Regions from separate parts of the Anas platyrhynchos genome. Here region 1 is linked to region 2. A link is a contact called in public Hi-C data. All regions are on one chromosome and are shown on one strand. The core of a region is the stretch at or near the end of the contact, and the rest is flanking DNA. Distances in the headings are between cores, read along the strand shown.

Evidence for each region. Hi-C and Micro-C count contacts between places; a contact is called where the count stands out from the background.
Region 1: a contact with region 2 is called in a Hi-C map of small yellow follicle, with 1.9 times the contacts expected there. The contact joins the promoter of ITGB8 here to the enhancer-like site in region 2. A contact is called at or near these places in 2 of 8 Hi-C or Micro-C datasets (F5 follicle and small yellow follicle).

The regions. Positions count from the first base shown.
Region 1 is chr2:127,198,116-127,204,466 of IASCAAS_PekinDuck_T2T, reverse strand. It overlaps ITGB8 (integrin subunit beta 8), which reads left to right and starts at 3,388. Exons shown (of 15, transcript XM_027450911.3): 1 at 3,388-4,136. The coding sequence starts at 3,407.
Region 2 is chr2:127,157,536-127,163,013 of IASCAAS_PekinDuck_T2T, reverse strand. It overlaps ITGB8 (integrin subunit beta 8), which reads left to right. Exons shown (of 15, transcript XM_027450911.3): 12 at 17-120; 13 at 1,201-1,364. Among named protein-coding and RNA genes, the nearest start is that of ITGB8, 41 kb to the left of the region's middle. Within about 2 kb of position 1,938, at least 2 of the 8 cell types and tissues checked have an H3K27ac peak or open chromatin away from gene starts, as enhancers often do. A contact at or near this core is called in small yellow follicle, where this site is marked.

The DNA.
Region 1 (6,351 bases), core at 2,139-4,638, 40 kb before region 2:
TTCCTCCATCATTTTAAACTGATGGCTTACAGAAGATTTGAAAAATACACTGACTTCTTTATACGAAACAGATGCAGTTTAGATTCAAATATTGTTTTAAAAAACCCAAGCTATAGCGAATATAATTGTATCTGACAGACAAGCATGTGATCCTTTTATTTAGTTATATAGCAAAAAAAATTGAATTTGCACATTAATGTCAGTAACATCAAGTGAAACCATCAAATTCAGAAAAATTACTGTGCCCCAGCAGAGTTTTGAATTATTAACTAAAAAAGTAGCAATTCAAAGTGAGGTCTCATAGGAATGTGAAAAAAGTAGAGAAGTTGGAGGGAAATGCAATCAATTTAAGTATACTGAAATGCTTTCTATGGGGTTTTTAACAGTATTGAAGATGTCATGATAATCTAAGAAATCACATGACCAGCTAATGAACACCTATCACATTTTTCATTTTAAAAAGTTTTGGTATTAGAAGTTGTAAAACACCATCACTCTCCCCTTTGCAATCTTGGTTTGGATTCTCCCCCATGAAATGGCACATGAAAGATGGTCGGGATTATTCAACCAAAAAAGGAACATGGTTTTTGTAAGAAATGTTTTGGGTTTTTTGACCAGCTTTACTGAACATTCATTGCAGATTCAACATTTTCAAAACTGTTTCCTGAAAAGAGAGGCTGTGGGCTAATGCTGTAACAGACAATTATATCCTCTTTGCAGGAAAACAAAGGTAAGTACCATAAAGAAAGCACCCTTTTAAAACTTCATTAAATAAGGTATACATGCAATATAATAACAGAGAATTAAACAGCTTTCACCATAGAAATTCAGAGTAACTTAGGCTAGAAAAAGCTCCAAGAGGCCCAACCAGCCCTCTGCTCAACACACGACCAATAAGATCAGGTTGCCCATGAACTTGTTCAGCTGAGTTTCAGTTATCTCCAAGGACGGAGATTCCACAATGACATTTTCTCAAGCATTCATGGTCCTGTGGGTAGAACAACAGACTGATGCTTACATCCAGTTCCAGTCGTCTTAAGTTCCTTGTTCCAAGTCTCCTACGTGACATTACACGATTAGGTTTGTCAATTTGTAAAACTTGAATTGCTATCCAAATCTGCGTAACATCTTCTGAGATGCAGCTTATATTACTGCATTCCAAACACTAACCAGCAGTGTATTTAAAGATGCCATCACTACAGAATATATCTTCTGAAGTCTTTGTCTCCCACTATGTGAGGAATGAAGGTAAAGAAGTAAGGGAAAGACACATTTTACATAAACCAACAGACTACTCTGAACAGTTACAGTGGCCTCAACTATTGGCACCTTCAACTCTTGGCTTCTTTTTTACTGTTGATACCCATGTCTTTCAGTATTCATGGTGAATAGTTCTCAGCCATTATTGATCTGCCCTTTTAGTTATGTTCTCAGTGTTCATTTTAGTTACCTTATTCTCAGACTTTATATGAAAGTTGTCTATTTTTTCCATGTTACACTGTAGATATTGCCTGTCTGCCCAAATGCCAAATCCTTGCACATCATTCTCTCGAGAAGCGGTACATGTAAGGACTCAATTTCCTATTTGTATGATGAAATGACTAGGTTATGACTAGAAATTCACAAGACAACTCATGCTGTTGATGACAGAACCATTTTCTTCATGATGCTTCTATGAGCATTCAAATTCTGATCTGACAACAATGTTCATACAAAATACATCATATGGAGTATTAGGCATATTCTTCCTCCCTTCAACACTATTTAGACTCTGCAGGCAAAAATCCCAGTTTTCTATCTGCAACTTTTGCTTCTGCTTGGATTTTTTTTATTTTTTATTAAGACATTTCCTTGAACTTGTTTGTCTTATTCTGGACCCTTTTCAAGATAAACTTGAATCATCATGAATCTGCAACATCATGAGGTGGGATTTAGACATCATGGTGAACATGAACAGGAGTCAATTGAGTTTAGCTTGCCTGCCACGAATGTGTCATTTCAAAGAACTACACCAATCTGAGTCCTCATGAGACAAGTTGCTCATCATTGTATAGTGTTAAAACTGTGATCTCTGAAACCATAGAGTGATTAGACCAAGAATGCCACCACATCTGAAGTCATGTGGATGCTACCCTTTTATGTGACCATCACTGTATATGGTTTTGTCACACACCATATCCCCATTCGAGCTGTGGCAGCTTTAAGAATGACACTCAAGGTCTGAAAGAGGGGATTTTTCCAAAATGAAGCAGAACAATGATACAGCATTTAAAAATCCCTGGAGTGGGAGTATAGGACTGCTCCTTTGCCATCCCCTCCTCAGTGACTTTGCACAAACCCAGTGCATCTTCAGTTTCTGACCTTTGACATGCAGTCGACAAGCCATCCTGATCTCAGTGCCACAAGGTTTGGCACAGGGTCCGAAAATGCTTTGACAGCCTTTTATTTGTAAGGACTGTAAGAGAGCACAGTGTTAGAATCGTACAATCATTAAGGTTGGAGGAGACCTTCAACCATCACCGTACTGCCAATGTCACCCACTAAACCATGACCCAAAGCACCACGTCCAACCTTTCCTTGAACACCCTCTGGGATAGTGACCCCACCACATCCCTGGGCAACCTGTCCCAATGCCTGACTGCTCTTTCTGAGGAGAAATGTCTCCTCATTTCCAACCTAAACCTCTCTTGGCGTAACTTGAGGCCATTCTCTCTAGTCCTAACACTGTTTATCTGGGAGAAGAGGCTGACCCCCAGCTCCCCACACCTTCCTTTCAGGCAGTTGCAGAGATCAATAAGGTCTCCCCCGAACCTCCTCTTCTCCAGACTGAACAACCCCATTTCCCTCAGCTGCTTCTCACAGTACTTGTGTTCCAGACCCTTCACCAGCTTCACAGTCCGTCTCTCGGCACGCTCCAGGGCCTCGATGTCCTTCTTGTAGTGAGGGGCCCAAAGCTGACCACAGTTCATTTAATGCCATATGCACGGGAATGACTTTTTAATGTTGTGCCCTGCGCTGACAGACTGGCACATCACGTTGAGGCATTATTTGAGGATACGGCTCGCTGTGCCACCTGCTCGGTAATGCTACAAACGAGGCGGTGACACGGTGACGGCCACAGGACCCGGGCCCGTCAGGCCGGCACAGGTGCGTGTCACCTGCCTGGGGGACGCCACGGCAGCTCCGGGAGCGGCGCCCTGGCCGGGGAGGCGGTGACAGGAGGCCGAGAGGCCGCGCACCTAGCCCGGGCCGGGGGTTTCCGTGCCCGCACGGCGAGGTACTTTCCGCGCCGCCCAGGGCACGGCTCTAACCTTTGCGTTATTCCCACTTCGCCCGGAGGGGCGGAAACTCCGGGCACACACAAATCGCGAGGGAAGGGCGGCGGGGTGATTGCGGTCTGTGTACGATGTGGGGGGGGTCCCGAGGCGGTGGCGAGGGGCGCTCCCCACGGTCTCCGCCATCCTCCGCCGAACAAAGCGGCGCGGGCGGGCGCCGTGACTTCACCGCCCGCCGCCGCCCCGCCTCCGCCCGCCCTCGCCCTGCCCCGCCGCAGCCTCCCGGCAAGCGGAGAGGGGGGGACACCCGCGGGCCCGAGGCGCACCGGCGGCGGGGCGGGGGCGGGCGGGGGCAGCGGCGGCGGCGGTCGTTTCGTTGCGGGAGCCGCGGGGCCGGGCCGGGCAGGGCAGGGCAGGGCAGGGCGCTCGGGCTGGAGGCGGATGGAGGCAGCCGTCCTCCGCGCCCGCCCGGGGCCGCCCCGCCGCCGCCGCTGCCGCCGCCGCCGGGGGGGGCAGCCCCTCGCGGGGAGCGGCGGGCGCTGCCCTTGAGGTGCCGCCGCCCCGCGCCCTACCTGTGCCGGGCCCGTCGCCGCCGCCGCCGCCGCCGCTCCTCCCCCGGCCCCGCCGCCGCCGCCGCCGCCCCCGCGGGGGCCGGGACTGAGAGCGCCGCGCCGCCGAGCCGCGGCCCCGAGGAGAGGCAGCGGGACCGGGAGCGGGGCCGAGCGCGCCGCACGATGTGGGTGCCGCTGCTGGCGTGCCTCACCGCGGGGATCGTCTCCGTGCCCAAGTGCCAGCGCGGCCCCGGGGCCCTCCTCGGGGCGGCCCGGCTGCTGGCGGCCGTGCCGGGACTCTGCCAGCGCCGTAAGTCGCCGAGCGGCTCGGCTCACCTAGCGGGGTGCCTCTCGGGGATCGCCGCGTCCCGGGGGGGACAGCGGGCGGCCGGGCGGCGGCGGTGTCGGGGGGGCACTGCTGGGGTTCGCGGTGAAAGGGGTGGAGGTGTGGGGAGGGCGCCTGCCCCTGCCCGGGGTGCTGCTGCGGGCAGAGAGGGCGCTGGCCGAGGCGGGCAGCACCTCGGGCTGTGGCACGGCTTCCCAAAAATAACCCTGGTGCCAGGTTCGTCGCGGGCAGGGCGAGGAGGCAGTGCAAGTGTCCCTCAGGTCATGCAGTTTGTCAGACGGAGCCATCAGGTTAGTCCGGTAGTCCACAAAGGGTCTCCCTCATCCAGCTGGTCGTGATCAGAAACGCAGAGCAAGTTGTCAGTCACCTTCCTTTCCTCCTTTCCTTCTTTCCTCCTTTCTTCTCTCTCTCCTTCTCTCTTTTTTTCTTTTTCCCCTTCTGGAATAAATGCGTATCTCATGCTTAAGCCTGGAGCGAGTTTAGAACTTCTAACCTCTAAAAATAAGATTTGCAATGGGAACAATGTATTAGTTTTAAGTTCCTTGCTGCATATGTGACAAATTCATGCCTAATTCAGTGGGATTTGCCCAGTGCTGTTAAAAACAATGGAATAATTTGTTAACTTTCACAGGATAATTTATTTTGCTCTTTTGGCTTCATATTTTGAGTTCAAAACCAAACTAAATGTCAATAGGAAAAAATAAAATATAATATTATTAAATGGCTTATGAAACATGACAGCTTGCATCCAGCATTCCAGATTCTTTTCTGTGCAGTATAATTGAGTTTAAAGGCTAATTGAAACTTTATGTAGAGGAGAGTGCTGTGCCTTAGTGCAGTGGTGTGCCTGCTTATGAGTGTAGCTCCTGGGTGCAATAGTGCAAAGAATACTTGAGAACAGTGTGACATAGGTGAAGATTGTACTTGGGGCTTTGGCTGCAAAAGGTGCTTACTTTCTTTGTTGTGCTTGGTAGTGAAAGTACACATGGATGGTAAGTCATGGGTTACGTGTTTATTGTGACAACAGCTACCAGATCAGGCAGTCTGTAACTCAGATAGATCTTGTTGTTTTTTTGTTGGTTTTTTTTTTTTTTCTCCTCTTTATTTGAAACCTCTGCTAATTCATGAAAGCTGAAAGTCACACTGAATTCTTTCCTTCATACATAATCACTTTACAGGCGAGAGCCACAGTAGAAGCAAGAAGAGTATTTTGGTTTGTTTTTCTTTGAGCGAGCACATAAATGGTAGGGGTTTGGATGCTGATTAAGGTTGTAATTCTTTACTTCTCATTGCTTTTTAATTTTGGTTGTGTTAGCTCCTTCAGCCAGCACAGCACCACCTGAGTTCCTTGAACTTCTGCAGGCTGCTGCTGGAGAAATGCGGAGCAGCAGCTCCATGTACAGCTACTTGGCAGCGCAGCAGCTTTGTTGAAGCAGCCACTCCTCTTTGCTTCTGCCTTGACAGTGCTGGGCATGGAGAAGAGCATCATGCTGTTCCCGTGCCATCAGCAAGTTTAGTTTATTTATGTGCGGATTTGGCAGAAACCACGTATCTGTTGCATTGAGTCTCCAGTTCTGAAAGAAGCTGGAATGAATATAAAATGTACATGGGACTGTAATTTATTCATTCTTATTGGAGCATTTGCTGCTCTTCTAACTGAAAAAAAAGTGCAGTTTGATGCTACCTGAAGTGTTTGTTCCGCAAACTACAATTTGGGATGTGAGTTTACTGCCTGGGTGTAAGTAAAGGTACAACTTGACCTCGAGTTTGCAGTTAAGAGGAGTGCAGAAGGAAATCTCACAACACTGTAAAGCCACAAGTCCCAAATTAAAGGTTCTGTAAGCTCAGATAAAAGGTTAGTGTTGCTCTGTTCTACAAAGGGTCCCTTGTTCAGTAAGTCTTACCAAGGGAAGTTTGCAGTTCACTAAGCCAACTAAAACAAATACCTGATGTAAGAATGAGACTAATTCAAAATGAAATAGTGTTGTAGTGATTTACACAGATCCTGAATTTATTATGGAACACTGAAAACTGACAAACTCCTAAGGACGTAAAGCAGTGAAGTGAATAAAAGCTGAATTCTACAGCAAGAGCACATGCGTGCATTTTGTTAATCCATTGTGTAACTTCTGCACTGAGGTGCAGAGAGAGTCAGTTCACTTGGCTCACTCAGAAACTA
Region 2 (5,478 bases), core at 689-3,188:
TATTTCTCTTTCATAGGAATTGTGTTCAGTGCCATCATTCTAACAATGCATCTCAAGCTAAACTTGACCAGTGTAAAACCTCATGTGCTTACCTGTTGCATTACATTGACCAAACTTCAGGTATGTGGTATTTTCTAGGTAATTTTGGTAAGAGATGAAAATCTGTCAGGATTAATAATTGAATTCACCACTGTTACAATGTCTTTCAAAAGTGTGTCAGTATTATTGTAATAACAAAGCAGGAAAAAGGGAGCAATCACTCCTAGCTTCAGGGAAAATAAAAGATAAATAATAACAGGAAATGTAACTGGCAAGCATTGCTAAATAGACTTCCCAACTCCATGAGAAGTTACATCTAATAATAACGAATCCTGCCTGAGTAATGCTTAAAGAAATATTTATAAATATCCATAATGGCATTTGGGTGTTTTATTACTTCAGATATGTATACATAATTTGACATTACCAGAAATTAAGAATAATTAAATAATGCCTACCTCACTTTCAGCAATGTTTAAATACTGTTCAAGTATTTTTATTGTTCAAGAAATTGTGTTCAAGTACAAAATATATATATATAGTTATGAGGACTTTGAAAGACTAAAATATTTTTTGATAAAATATTGTAAAGCTTAAACGGTCCACACTGCAAGAAAAAAGGATATAAATGGCTATTTTGTCACTTCACATTTTTCTCTTTTAAGGTTCATAAATGAGAAAACTAATTGAGAACACTTTTCTCTTGGGCTTCATATTAATTAGAAGAAAGCCAACTGTGTGAGAGAAGTTGGCCAGTGAAAAGAGTACTGGACAAGTAATCAAGAAACTGTGTTTTCTTTCATATTTTGCCGATTATATGTGCTCTAATCTTGTGAAAATTAAACAGTTTTGGCATCGCATGCCTCCACAAATTAATCTTCTCTGTTTCAGCTGTAAACTTACCAGTTGGCAGAGAATTTATGGTGGCCAACACAGTGAAGCCTTACTCTTACTTTTATAGATTCAAAAAATAATATTTGACCATTTGGTCTTGATGTGCTTTGTTTTAATAGTTTGTGTATGGCAACTTATTTTCCCTTAACTTTTATCAGACTTGTGTTACATTTATGCCCTTTTAATATGCAGCAGGCATAAATGTGCTTGAGGAATGTGCAGATTCCTTGTACTTGGCTTTTCACTTGTGTTTTCCTTTCATTGCAGAATGTTTCTCTGGACGAAGCTACTTCAGAGTGTTTTCCATAATCTTTATAGTTACATTTCTGATTGGGTTGCTTGTTGTACTTATCATCAGGCAGATAATTCTGCAGGGGAATAGCAATAAAGTTAAATCTTCAGCTGATTACAGAGTGTCTGCAACAAAGAAGGTAATTGATTTCCGAGCCATCCTATTCAGTAATATTTTCTTGCACATAAAAGTTAGCTAATTGTTGATAAAAATTGTATCTTCTCCTTCAAGGATAAGATGTTTTTGCCTACTGTTTGTACAAGAACAGTAACATACAGACGAGACAAACCAGAGGAAATAAATATCGACATCAGCAAGTTACGATTAAACGAAACTTTCAAGTGTGAATTCTGAAGACTGTGTGTTTTCTGCAAATTTCTATTTTCATCATTCTCTATTTTTTAAAAGTTACCACTCTGTCAGAGTCTTGACTGTTGCTGTTTGTTTTTGTGTCATGCATTTTGTTGGATACTGTAACAAAGTGACATGTAAGCATATTCACATAATGTGACTATGTTTGAACTATAGCTGCTGTATTTTTTTATTTTTTTATTTTTTGGAAGAGGAATGTGCGTTACTACTGTTCAGGAACATTAGTGTTGATGTAGCACTTTAATGTATTCTAATTTATTTAGTTCTGGCATAGAATGTAGATATGAACAGGTCTGACAAAGCACTGATCTCGCTGTACATGTAGCTAGTACTGATATGCTCTGTAAGAATGGACAAAGCTGTGACTGAAATATTAACATTGCTGTATGTTATAGCAATAGGTGAAACTATTCAAATGCTCTTAAATAGAGTAAATGGTACTTTTATAGTTCTCTCAGTTGACTAAATTCCACTGATTTGTCTGCTTTAGCCTCTTAGCTTTTCCTCGTTACTTAATAAAAATGACTGGATTAAATGAGTGCTTAGTTACTGGTGTGTGTGCATAGTTGTGTGTGTATACACACGTGCACACACAGATAAATATATATATATAGTTTTTTATGCATTATGTCACTTAAAGATAATTTATATCTGATAGAGAGAAATTTTTAGCTTTTTTATTTGTTTCAACATAAAAACTTTTGTATGAATTTTAAGATATTTGAAAAACTAAGTGGATACAGAAAATGAGAGCTCCTCTGTCCACCAGTGTCATGCTACAGTGATGCCTACATGGCATCACTGCTGGCCTCACTTCGCCTTTGGAGTCAGCAGCATCAACTCCATTGCAATCAGATAAACTGCACCAGAGATGTGTTTGGTTTGCTAGCTACATGTCAGTGTTTTGCCAAATGAGGGCTTTGTTCTTTTTGTATGTCAGACATAAGTCTGATTTTACATACGTGCTCTTTTTTCTAAGTAAATTAGTTGGCGGGATTAGTTTTCTTGAATTCTTACTTAACCACTTCAATTTTTGTGACTGTGCATTGAGAAATGTGTCCAGTGTGATGTGAAAAATAATCTGCAGTTTGAAAGAAGGTGAGGAAGACAGGAGTCATTTTCTCAAGAGAACACATTAATTGACTTAATAAATGTATGATTAGATTCTGCCTTCAGAGATGGGCAAAACTCTTCTAAACATAGTGGGATCAATATAAGCTGATCTGAGTGCAGAATTTGAGCTACAAGGTCAAACTGAAGCATTTTCTTACCCTTGAAACTGGCTGTAGCAGTAGAAAACGCGTTATGGCTGTATGCTAATTGGAAGAGTCAGCTAACCTTTACTTACCTTAATTACTCTTCAAGACCCTAAGAAATTCTGGTCATTGTCTGTGAAATGTGCACTAAAATCTTGCTGGAAAGAAAAAAAAAATCATCTCATAAGATATTATGCAGTCATTTTAGCAATATTAATTACTGAAATATTAATCTGTAATCGCCATAGATAAGAGTAACACAAACAAAACAGGACCACTTCCTATGCAGTTTGGTAGAAATTAGTATGTATTAATATTTCATATTCAATATTTCTTAAATTCCTACTGAAATCTGAGTAATATAGAGGTGACAGGAGAGTAGGATGCAAAACAAATGAATATTATGTGAGTGTTCACAATGAATTTCTTGGGTCATGTGTCAAGTGAGGGACTGAGAAAAATAAAAACAGGAGCAGTGGTCTTTCAATTAAACTGTCATAAAAGGTTTAGATTTTAGGGCTTTTTTTTTTTTTTTTAATAGTTGTGAACTAACGTATGAAATGTTTCTGAAGCAATCCTCAAAGTAGTCCCCGAACTTCCGACCATTCAGCTAAAAGTAAAGGTCATCCTTACACTGACCCTGGTTTTACTGATTGCTTCATTGTAACATCTTAGTTATAAATTAATTCTGTCTGAAGATTTGCTCTGTAATGTATTAACTATACCTTGAACTTTCCTTTTCTTTTTAAAATGCATAGAACCATTTTCCTCCCATGTAAGTTAGCAGACTCTGAGCCATTGGTATCAGTGGAATTAAGATAAAAGATCTGCAAAGGTTTGCTTACTATTGTCCTTGTCACAATTCAGTAGTATTTTTAGGCAAGTAAGAAACAAAATCTCTGATTTTCTGTTTCACTTAGCAAAACAAAGCAAAGAAATACAACCTCACTCAGGAATATCTGAGTGTTTAACAAAAGGCTAACATGGTTATGTTCTTTAAACAATGTGATACATTTTTTTTGAACAGAAAAGATTCCTCAGCATACGTTTCTCATTACAGCTCTTAAGCTACTTACTGAAGTGTTAGCTATTGTTTTGGTTTTTTCTCTAGAAATTATTTTTTCTCTGTTAGAGGGAGTTAATTGTGTGGGTAGGGGACAATGGAACTGGGGTCTTTGGGGGAGAAAGATCTGATCTGTATCGCCCATCATCCAGACGTCACATAGCTGCCAGTCTTCTCCTGTAGCACTTTGTTGGCATTGCAGTGCTGCCTGTGAAGGGGCATGGCCAGTATTTCCTTATCACACACCTGCCTGAATGTTTCATGTGCTCTGGTTGCATTGAGCAGGCTTGCAAGACAAAATTGCAATGTAAACTGCTTGCTGTCCTAAGGCAAAAAAAATATATATATTGAATATATATAATTTTTAAGGCCTTTTCTTGCATCTCACTCAGTGTTTTGCTGTATTGTGGAGGGAGCTAGTGAAAAAGAATAAGCTGCTGCTAATGTGACAGGTCAAGGCTTTTATAAGGCCCATGGGGAGCCTATATAGAGCAGGATCCTTGGGAGGAGGCTTTGTTTCTGGGGATGGAATCTATCCATGAGAAACTCTGGCTTTACTTGGTACTTGTTTCGCTCTGCCTTTGACCATGTTTTTCAGAAGAGCTGCTGCGGGAGATGAATAGCCCAACAAAAGCCTCACTATTTAGGGAGCTGTGTTCCCTCAGCACATGACCTTAAATGAGAAAGCAGCCTGTAATTCACAAGGAATTTCCTCAGCAATTGCAGAAGGCCTGTGCTTCCTATAGTGCTTAGATATTACAGACAAATTAATTCAGATTAGTTTTCAATGTATTGTGCGTCAAAGATGCTAGTAAAAATAGGTGGGAAAAATCTATCCTCAGAATAGCACATTTCAAACTTTTTAAATAAAACTTCTTATAATACAATGCTTTAAAAAATGAAAAAAAGGTCAAATGATTTGACCGCATGCCTATACCCAAAAATATACAGACAGATACTGTGGCACCTCATAACTGCTTAGCACGATTGCTTTTAGATTTCCTCTGAGACAGAGCATCTGCGTGACTCTTCAAAGCAGATTTGTTAATGGTAAAAATCTGTGTGTATAATTTTTAATTATAATTCCACATTATTTTTACTGTTTATCAATTGTATAACATTTTAGAAGTGACACTATTATGCAATTAAAACATGCATCTTCAGATTTTTTTTAGACTCTAAAATGAAGAAATACTATGCATTATTTCCAAGCATCATGAGCATGTTAGTAACATCACTGTAGATGTGTGTGGGAAAATAGCCGTTTCATCCAGAAAACGTGCATATGGTATGTGAGGAATTTTCATTGTGCCCAGCTGAAATTCCCTTACGTTCACAAGCAGTGTTTCAAGTGGACCTTAAAAAGGAAGGACATTTGTATAGGCATAGTTTACATTTTATCCATTATAATCAACTGGATTTATTTTTTCCTCTCTATGGTGTCATGAAAACCTGCTATGTAAAGTATTCTTCAGACTGCAGTGGAAAAAATTATTTTCCCAGTCTGATCATATTTATTTGTTTCCTGTTTAGTGTGCATACTTAAATGCACACGTGTTGCA